3 separate regions of the Mus musculus genome follow, and regions 1 and 2 are each linked to region 3. A link is a contact called in public Hi-C and HiChIP or PLAC-seq data. All regions are on one chromosome and are shown on one strand. Each heading gives the region's core, a stretch centred on a gene start, on an enhancer-like site or on the middle of the called end of the contact. The rest is flanking DNA. Distances are from core to core; before and after follow the strand shown. Region 1 has its middle 22 kb from the start of Clec4n. Region 2 overlaps Clec4d (C-type lectin domain family 4, member d). Region 3 has its middle 18 kb from the start of Necap1.

Region 1 (3,189 bases), core at 258-2,757, 320 kb after region 3:
TGTAAAAAGACTTTGAATTTAAAGAGATTGAAATTTTAAGAATATGTAAAGACTGTGGGACTTTTAAAGTTATTTAGATCTTGGGGATGAATAAGATTGTAAGGGTTGAGGCTTACTAGTGATGTTTTTGTGTGTCAAGTTGACAAGGGGTCAATTGTACTAGCTAGTTTTGTGTCAACTTGACACAGCTGGAGTTATCACAGAGAAAGGAGCTTCATTTGAGGAAATGCCTCCATGAGATCCAACTGTAAGGCATTTTCTCAATTAGTGATCAAGGGGGAAAGGCCCCTTGTGGGTGGGACCATCTCTGGGCTGGTAGTCTTGGGTTCTATAAGAGAGCAGGCTGAGCAAGCCAGGTGAGGCAAGCCAGTAAAGAACATCCCTCCATGGCCTCTGCATCAGCTCCTGCTCCCTGACCTGCTTGAGTTCCAGTCCTGACTTCCTTTGGTGATGAACAGCAGCATGGAAGTATAAGCCGAATAAACCCTTTCCTCCCCAACTTGCCTCTTGGTCATGATGTTTGTGCAGGAATAGAAACCCTGACTAAGACAGTCCTTTAAGGAAAATTCAGATATACAGGATGGTGCTATTCTCATTTTATTGTACTATGTATGGATCTTAGTATTTACTTCTATTTTATTTGACAGTTTGTGCCCTTCATCAACAAGTCAGAGATCTCAGCACCCAGTCTTTACAACCATGTATTCATTGCTCCAATTCCTGAGATAACTTAATAAGTTACTAAGTATGTAATTATAGTAATATTTTATAGATTATCTTTCCATTTAATTTCTCTAATGAGTTGCAGAAAGCACTAGCCCCAGCCACTAACATGCAGTGATTCCTGGTTTGTGTGTTGTTTAATTAATCTTTAAGAATAATCATGGATTACAGTTTAGAGTTAGGTAAATAAAGAATGAAAACATAAGGCCCAACTTGTTAATGTAGCAACAATGATGATTAAAACACACCCATGTGAACTTGTATACTTCCTATAAAACATAAGAAATATTAAATATTCTTTATTAGATATTAAATGAAAACCTTGCTAAAATATCTTTAAGTACAAGGTAGCATCCTTTGACACAAGAAATTCTAAATTGGTGTAGAAAAAAATAATATAGACAATTACTCCTGTTTTTTCTAACATTTCATGTAGCAGGCTAATGGTGACAAACGGAAACCTACACAAGTCTTGCTCAGCCCTGAGCCAGTAAGTGAAGGAAAAATATCTGGTTGTGTCATGTGATACTTTCCTGAAGCAGGCTCATGTGATGTTTTGCTGAAGTAGACCCATGAAAGGACATGTGATAAAATCTTAGGAGAGATTAAAAGTAGGACACAACAAACAGTGATGGAATGCTTGCATTGTCTGCTGTGCAATGCTTAGTTGGTCTAGCTTCTTCATTGATCTTTATTGAAAGAGACAAGGCAGAGAACTTCTCTTGGTGTTATGACTGGTTATGTTCACTCCTGCTGACTCATGCTGAGTCAGTGGAAGCTTAGCTGTTTCTGCAGAATCATGCTGCCACTGCTGATTTGTGTTTGGTGGCATATTTGAGCTGGACTGTTGGTATCCTGACACTACTGAACTGGATTGCTGGTATCTGGACAATGGAGATTGGAATTGTCCCAAAGAAGTACTTCTAAAGAGGTGCAGATCCCCATTGTCCTATTACCATCTGCTCTCCTCTATCTTTATTTTAGAATGTGAGCTAAAAGGGGGATCAAAGTATTTGAGAACCCTTATGACTGTAGGTTTTAAAAATTTTAGGCCTTCAAGTCAGGCACATTTTTTCCAGTGTTCAGACTCTTTTATATAACCAGTTACATAAGTCAATGTGTGAAAAACAAACAAACAAACAAGCAAACAACCCTCCAGCAGCTTCTGAGGTGGCATTACTACCTTTGTGGAAAATTGAATGTTACTAATTAAGCCAAATTTTCCCTTTAGAAATGGGAAGCATGGTGGTTGTGCCATTTTGCAATTCTACCAGTTATTGAGGACTGTTTCTTTTTCTCCACATCCTTGCCAGCATGTGCTTGTTGTCATCTGAGGTTTTGGTCTTAGCCATTCTGATTGGTGTAAGGTGGAATCTCAGAGTTGTTTTGATTTGCATTTCCCTGATGACTAAGGACTTTGAACATTTCTTTAAGTGCTTCTCAGGCATTGGAGACAATTGGAGATTCCACTGTTGTGAATTCTCTGTTTGGTGCTATGCCCCCCCCCTTTTTTTTATTAGATATCTTCTTTATTTAAACTTCAAATGTTATCTCCTTTTCCAGTTTCCACCAACTCCTGGAAATCCCCTATCCCATCCTCCCTCCACCTGTTTCTATGAGGGTGTTCCTCCACTCACCCACCCACTCCCACCTCCCCACCCTTGATTCCCCTACACTGGGACATCTATCAAACCTTCATAGGACCAAGGTCCTCTCCTTTCATTGATGCTTAACAAGGTCATCATCTACTACATACGAAACTGGAGCCTTGTGTACTCCTTGACTTAGTCCCTGGGAGCTCTGGGGGGTATGGTTGGTTGATATTGTTGTTCTTCCTATGGGGTTGCAAACCCCTTCAGCTCCTTCAGTCCTTTCTCTAACTCCTCTACTGGGGACCCTGAACTCATTTCAATGGTTGCCTGCAAGCATCTGCCTCTGTATTTGTAAGGCTCAGACAGGGACTCTGAGGAGACAGCTATATCAGGCTCCTGTCAGCATGTACTTCTTAGCATCAGCAATAGTGTCTGGGTTTGGTAACTGTATATGGGATCAATCTCCAGGTGGGACAGTCTCTCGATGGCCTTTCCTTCAGTTTCTGCTCTACATTTTATCTCTATATTTGCTCCTATTAGTATTTTGTTTTCCTTCTAAGAAGTATACCTCATTTTTAAAATTGAGTTATTTGGTTTTTTTTTTTTGAGATATCTTCTTGAGTTCTTTATATATTTTGGATATTAACCCTCTACCAGAGGTGGGGTTAGTGAAGATTTTTTCCCCCAATTTGTAGGTTGCTGATTGTCCTATTTTCTGTGTCTTTTGCCTTACAGAAACTTTTTAGTTTCATGAGGTCCCATTTATCAATTTTGACCTTAAACCTGAGCCACTGGAGTTCTATTTAGGCAATTTCCCACTGTGCCAATGGGTTTAAGGCTCTTCCTATTTTCTCTTCTATTTGATTCAGTGTAT
Region 2 (3,300 bases), core at 28-2,527, 370 kb after region 3:
GAGTGGGTAGGTAGGTGAGGGAGCACCCTCATGGAGGCAAAATGGAAGGGGGAGAGGGCAGATGGGATGGGAGGGCTGTGGAGGAGTAACCATGAAGGGGGATATCATTTGAGATGTAAATGACAGGAATGATTAATTTTTTTAAAAAAATCACAAGAAATGTAAAAATAAATTATGCAATAAACTGAAAAAACTTATTGCTCATAATTTACACAGTATTTTAATTGATTTTAGAAACTACATGTCTTCAATAGTGATATTACAAGATCTTTCTTCATGTACATGATTGTGTGTGTGTGTGTGTGTGTACCTGTATTACACTATGTTATATAGAAGCTTGGATTTTTATGACCTTTATGTTCTGAGTATAAAAATGTTTCTTTATAAAAACAAGTTTGCATTTTTCTTTGTTATTATTTGGTTTAGTCACAGGGAATATTTAAGTCTCTTGAACTCCTAACATACTTTACATGCTATCACATTTAGCCTGCTCCTTGATAATCTTGACTTCCCTCATCTTATGGCAGAGAGGAGAGTAACCTATATCCCCTTTGTTTCAGCAAAAGGTACCCGACATCCCCAACTGATCCCTTGCGTCTTCGCTGTTGTTTCCATCTCGTTCCTTAGTGCTTGCTTTATTTCAACTTGTTTGGGTAAGCTACTAGCCAGAATGAAGCTCATTTTGAATTATCTTCTCAAAGAATGTCCAACATGTGCTCCCAAAGCCTCCCTTTTCCTCAGCTTATCCACACACAACACATTCCCCATCTTAGGCTTACTATCAGAGCTGTACATTTGATTTTTTTTAAAATTTGTATGAGACTGTTCTGCTCGCTTCCAAAATAATCACTTTGCTGAGGTCTAACGGACATATTAAAAACTCTATTAAATATGTCCATATCAAGATTGGGAACAAATATGCATCCATGGAGCCATTGCCACCCTTAATGTCATAGAAAATCTTGTATTTTCTGATATCAAGCTATAAGATGAGGTTATGACTGAATTAGTATGTTGTAGGCCTAAGACAGATAGGCTGGAGGAAAGAATAAACAGTGGCAGCATAGACTCTGAATATGTAACTCCTAATCTAATATTGAGGGCGATATTGCAGAGTTATCGGGAAAGGTGTTTTGTTGAATTAACATTGTAGGCTTCATTGATTGTATTTAATAAATGAAATCAACTTAATAAATGACATCTTACCATGTCACACCCAGTGTCAACCTAATTGGTTGTTAGGGAAGTAAAACTGCAAGTCACAGTGAGTCACTATTGCAGAAACACCAGGATGGTAGTGACTCAAAAGACACAGTGTCTGATGACGGAGGTGCAGGAAACTTGGATCTTTGATGCTTGACGGCAAGAGAGAGCTTAAAGTAGGAAACATGTTTGGAAAGCTTTCCCATGTACCCCATTTATCATGCACTGGCCATCCCACTCTGAGGCACACATGCCTTACAGAAATGTGTACTTACTCTTCTTAGGATTCAAGGTCAAAGATGCTCAAAATAACACAGTTCACAACAACCTAATACTGGAAGTCATGAGAGTGCTAGAAACCAAAGAGATCAGGGTGTTTTACTCCACGGAGACAATAGGTTACTGTCCAGTTATGAAAATGGACAGAATATAATTTTATTTAGGCAGCAATATTGCTTCAGAAACAGTGCTGGGCATAAGCCAACACCAATGGAAGCAGGGCATTTGAATCCATTCATAGCAAAGTCTAACAGAAGACATTTTGATTTGTGTGGTTTAAGCTGAAACTATGATGCAAGACACAAGCTACAAAATGGAAGAATGGGTTGTGCTGGGATATTATGGTTACCTGAAATGTTGGTAGTATCTTATTTTTTGAACTTGGCAATCTTTGCTAGAAGTATTCACATTACATTAATTTACTAACCTGTACATTTATGGTTTTCTTTTTTTACTTTTCAATATTTGATTATTTTCCAAAGTAAAAATATTACTAAACTTGTGAAGTTCACAAAACTTTGTGGAATTAGCCCAGGGCTTACCACAACCCCCACTCTTATGCAAATTTTGGTGAAATAAACTGAAAACATTGTGCACTTAAAAGGTTCCAAAAGTTCCAATGTAAATCATAGATAATATGATTATAAAATATTAGCTTTCATTGAATTTATCTGGGATCATGAAATGGCATAGGAAAGAAAGAGGGTGTGGGGACTTTAACTGTGAGGGAAGGAGAAAGGTGGGGAGATCAGCCCACTTTTCTAAATTAATGGCTACACAGCAAAAGAAAATCAACTGCTTTTCCTGATGACAGTGACTCATCATTACTTTTTACGCTGGACGAGAGGAAGTGTGGTGAAACTGTCAGACTACCACACGAGAGTAACGTGCATCCGAGAGGAGCCACAGCCTGGAGCTACAGGTAGCAGAGTAAACCTCTTTATCTACTTCCATCCAGCCTTTAGATAGCATCTGTCAGAATGAGAACTGGCTGCAAGAATGAATATCAGTCAACTAGGACAGAGAAGTTTCTCATGACTGTAATAAATTGCTGTAACACATTATTAATGTGTGTGTGTGTGGGGGGGGGGTTATGCTGGGGATCAAACACAGGACTTGTACATGCTAGGCAATTACTACACATCAACAGAACTTGTTTTTTGAGACACAGTCTCACTATGTAGTCCAGGTTGGCCTGAAACTAGGGACATCCTTGCTTCTGTCTCCTAAGAGTTTAGATATCAGGTCAGTGTTATTATCCCTAGACTGTGGGCATTTTTTACATCTGAAATATAAAAAAAAACTTCATTTAATTTTTCCTTGATGCAGCTATGTTGTGAGAACAGTTTCTTCTCCCTGAGATACCTATTTCTTTATTTATATTCTGTAATTTATAAGGTTAGAAAGAATTAAACGCTTGAGTTTTACACAGTCTTTGCTTATCTTACAAATAGAATATCCTGTAAAAGTCTTTGCTGTAGGAACCTTTTGCTTAATTTAATTTACCCCCACCCCATCTCTCAATTCTTTTCTTTATTTGATGAATACCAAACTCAGGACTTTTCACATTCTAGGAATGTGCTTACCATTGAGTCACACTGCTAGCTTGGGGAATATTTTCAATACAAAAGCAAAATAGATGTAGAGACACTGAATATCATTTGAGGTAATACTTGAAATAATATGACTGTGAACCTGTCACAAATTAAGTGCTCCTTGGTAACTAACATCTATGTCAATTCTCACCTGAGGAGGTACTTGGACCTGCTGTCCTGTTAGCTGGAGAGCCTTCCAGTCTAACTGTTACTTTCCTCTTAA
Region 3 (3,200 bases), core at 637-3,136:
GACACACACACAGTAAGTACTGATGGAGAGTACAGAAAAGGGGTGCCTTTCATATTGGTGAGAAAGCACATAGCCCAGCCATTACTGATAACAGCATGCAGTTCTTCAGTAAATTAAAAAGAGACTTGAGAGACAGCTCAGAGGTTAAGAGCATTTCCCACTCTCGAAGAGGACCTGGTTGAAGTTTTCTAGTGTCCATGTCAGACTCTAGCTCTGGAGGACTGGATGCCTGCTGACTTCTGTAGTCACCTACACAGTGCACAAATACACATACACATGAAGTGAATCTTAAACAAATAAGTACTATATGATCCAGGACTCTTATTTTCTGGGTAAATAGATTACCTACCTATCTGAAATTTTTATAATATGTGTTATTTATAATGTTGGAGATTATTGTCATCAGTATTTATGTTTGCATATGTGTGTGTGTGTGTGTGTGTGTGTGTGTGTGTGTGTGTATGCAGGTCAGTCAGAAGAAAGCTTCAGGTCTCTTGGAGTTGGAGTTGCAGGTTCTTGTGACTTCCCTGACATGGGTAATCTCAGGTTCTGTAAAGGCAGTGGGCACTCTTAGCTGCTGAGCTATCTTTCCAGCCGTTAAAAAAAAAAAACAACTTTGACTAAAATAATATTCTTTTTGACATGTGATGTATGCCTCTGTGTTGGGAGCATTCATCGAAGACTACTCACTTAAGACATGGGTTTAAGCCAACAGAAAGTCTTTTATTAGCCAGCTGGTAACTACACTGGATGTTCAGAATAAGAACACATTCTGGGTTGACATACTACAGTTACCACGAACAGCTAGCCAGAAATGGAACTACAGGAGCCGAAAAGCGAGGTTAGTACATCTAGAGACTTTCCCAGAACTATGGACTTTGAAGGATTCGGTCTTTGTTTTTATTTTGGCAGGTGGTGCTGCCCGTGTGCTGGGTTCCAAGGCCTGAATGGTGCTTCCATCATGGAGTCAGTTGTGCTAAGGTCTGAGGGCCTGTTGTTACATGTGTGTGTGTGTGTGCTTGTGTATGAGAGCACAGAGGCCAAAGGAAGATTTGGGGTACCCTGCTCTGCCACACTCAGGCTTATTCCCTTGAGACAGGGTCTGTCAGTGAACGTGGGGCATGAACATGAGCAGTCCCAACCATCCTCTGTCTCCTTTCTCCTCCATGCTGCGGATGTAGGTGAGTGCCTTGCTTTTCTCCGTGGATGTTGGTGATCCACATTCATGCTGTACAGCCGGTGCTCTGACCTACTGAGCCATGTCCCCGGCCCTGAGATGACAAGATTGGAGAGAAGAGGGTGATGTTTATTTACTTTGTTGCTTTTGTTTGTTAGTTTGTTTTTGAGACAGGGTCTCTATAAATAGTCTTGGCTGTTGTGAAACTCACTATGTAGACCAAGCTGACCTCAAATTCGTAAAAGTTTGAGGATTAAAGCCTGGGATTAAAGGTTTGTTCCACCATGTCCTGCTACTTGTTGCTTGAAGCCTGGGATCTATATAGGCTTGTGTGCCTTCCCCTCCCTCCCTCCCTCCCTCCCTCCCTCATTCCCTCTCTTTCTCCTCCCTTTCCTAATTTCCTTTTAAAAGATACAAGATGAGGACAGAACATAATTATAAAACTGGAGTGAGCTTGTTTTGTTTGCATTTGAGCCAGAAGTAAAATGACTGTCCATTGTGAGCTCATGTTTTGTCTCATTCATCTAATAACAATATCACATTCTCAGAGGTGTTGTAAAAAAGACATACTACTTAGTGTTTTTTGTTTGCTTTTTAGTTTTTTTTTTTTTTTTCTTGTATTTTCTGATGCTATGCTATAGCCAGAAAGAGAAGTCATAGCAACACTTCTTATGGATGTTACATCTGGCCGTGCCTGTCACTGTGTGACCACTAGAGGGGGCCATCTCCCTAGCAATTGGTCTCTAGCATTCGGGACAATTGTAGGACTTGTTTCTTAGACTTGCTAATGAAGGGGACTCCAGAAAGAAAGACACAAAGATCATCTGAGGTCTTTTTTGTTTGTTTATTAGTTTGTTTGTGAGTGTGTGTGTGTTTTAAGACAGAATATCTCTACATAGCACTGGCTATCCTGGTACTCACTATGTAGACTAGGCTGGCTCTGAACTCACACTGATTAGCCTGCTTCTGCCCTTAAGTGTGCCACCACCACCAAGCTTGTTCTGTTTTGTTTTGTTTTTAGAGACAGGGTTTCTTTTTGCAGCCCTGGCTGTCCTGGAACTCAATCTGTAGAGCAGGCTGGCCTTGATTTACCTGCCAGGTGTACACCACCACACTTGGCTGCCTGGGGCCATTTACCCAGAGTTAGAGCTTTTACCCAAGCCAGAGTTTGCTGGGAGTGTAGAAGTAACAGATGCCTAATCAGATTGAAAATAAGGACCAGAATGGCAGTTTCAGACTTTATTCCTTAAGTAAACATTTGATGGGGGATATGCTTACTAATGACCTGTCACAGATCATGTGTAGTAGATTGTTAGTGGCCAGGATCATGGATTTGGGATGAGCTATTATAGCCTTTATATAAAAATTTTCCTGTCACTGGCTTCCAGACAAATTATTCAAGTTTGTTTCAGCTCCCTGGTAGGCAAAATGAGGGCCCTAGGACGTGATAGAGTTGCTGTGACTGTAAAGTGACGACTAGTCAAAGAGACTGTGATTAGTTTCTGTAGGTCTCTCCACCAACTGAAATAACTGAAGTGCACGGATGAGGATCTGGAATGTGAAGGCTCCACATAAGTGCGCACCTCTGCTACTAACCCTGCCGCCCACTCCTGCCCCCATGCGTGCACCTAGCGTTGACCATGTGTGGTCTTATCCAGGCTAGGAAATGGATGGTGAGTGTTAGGGCATGGCACTGTCCTATACCTGAGATAGGTACCCTCTAGGGTGTGGAGTGGAGGAGCCATTAAGTAAGGTAGAAATGGAGAGTAGACGACGCTGGGGAGAGAGAGCGAGCATAGGACAAGCATGGGGAGACTGAGTCAACCGTGAGGCCCACACTCTTGGTTCTGTGATTCCAAGTAGCCTCCTCTGTAGCCTTTGTATTATATATAATGCCCTTCAGAGAGTCAGAAACCCCAAACCAAGTGCAGCCCTGCTGTCTCTCTCTTGGGTCATTAGACCCTTGGCTCTGCATTAGCTCTGTTTTATATCTCAGAGAGAGATGTATCACGGAGCCTCTAAG

The links. Hi-C and Micro-C count contacts between places; a contact is called where the count stands out from the background. HiChIP or PLAC-seq counts read pairs in DNA pulled down with a chosen protein or histone mark.
Region 1: a Hi-C map of bone marrow-derived macrophages shows a contact between it and region 3, with 24 read pairs. The contact joins two enhancer-like sites. A contact is called at or near these places in 1 of 484 Hi-C or Micro-C datasets (bone marrow-derived macrophages), 1 of 115 datasets of contacts at active chromatin or transcription factors (embryonic stem cells) and 1 of 9 other capture datasets (embryonic stem cells).
Region 2: an H3K4me3 HiChIP or PLAC-seq map of bone marrow-derived macrophages shows a contact between it and region 3, with 7 times the contacts expected there. The contact joins two enhancer-like sites. A contact is called at or near these places in 13 of 39 promoter capture datasets (the C10 cell line, the HPC-7 cell line, HPC-7-derived erythroid cells and 7 more), 3 of 15 datasets of contacts at CTCF or cohesin (embryonic stem cells, pro-B cells and stem cell-derived epiblast-like cells), 67 of 484 Hi-C or Micro-C datasets (the 63-12 cell line, B cells, the Ba/F3 cell line and 32 more), 5 of 115 datasets of contacts at active chromatin or transcription factors (DN3 thymocytes, the HPC-7 cell line, acute myeloid leukemia and 2 more) and 3 of 9 other capture datasets (bone marrow-derived macrophages, embryonic stem cells and liver).

What each region holds. Positions count from the first base shown.
Region 1 is chr6:123,206,159-123,209,347 of GRCm38.p6, forward strand. No RefSeq gene overlaps it. Among named protein-coding and RNA genes, the nearest start is that of Clec4n, 22 kb to the right of the region's middle. Within about 2 kb of position 1,508, at least 21 of the 459 cell types and tissues checked have an H3K27ac peak or open chromatin away from gene starts, as enhancers often do. A contact at or near this core is called in bone marrow-derived macrophages, where this site is marked.
Region 2 is chr6:123,264,759-123,268,058 of GRCm38.p6, forward strand. It overlaps Clec4d (C-type lectin domain family 4, member d), which reads left to right. Exons shown (of 6, transcript NM_010819.4): 2 at 561-653; 3 at 2,297-2,404; 4 at 3,234-3,300. Among named protein-coding and RNA genes, the nearest start is that of Clec4d, 4.3 kb to the left of the region's middle. Within about 2 kb of position 1,278, at least 67 of the 459 cell types and tissues checked have an H3K27ac peak or open chromatin away from gene starts, as enhancers often do. A contact at or near this core is called in bone marrow-derived macrophages, where this site is marked.
Region 3 is chr6:122,890,740-122,893,939 of GRCm38.p6, forward strand. No RefSeq gene overlaps it. Among named protein-coding and RNA genes, the nearest start is that of Necap1, 18 kb to the left of the region's middle. Within about 2 kb of position 1,887, at least 6 of the 459 cell types and tissues checked have an H3K27ac peak or open chromatin away from gene starts, as enhancers often do. A contact at or near this core is called in bone marrow-derived macrophages, where this site is marked.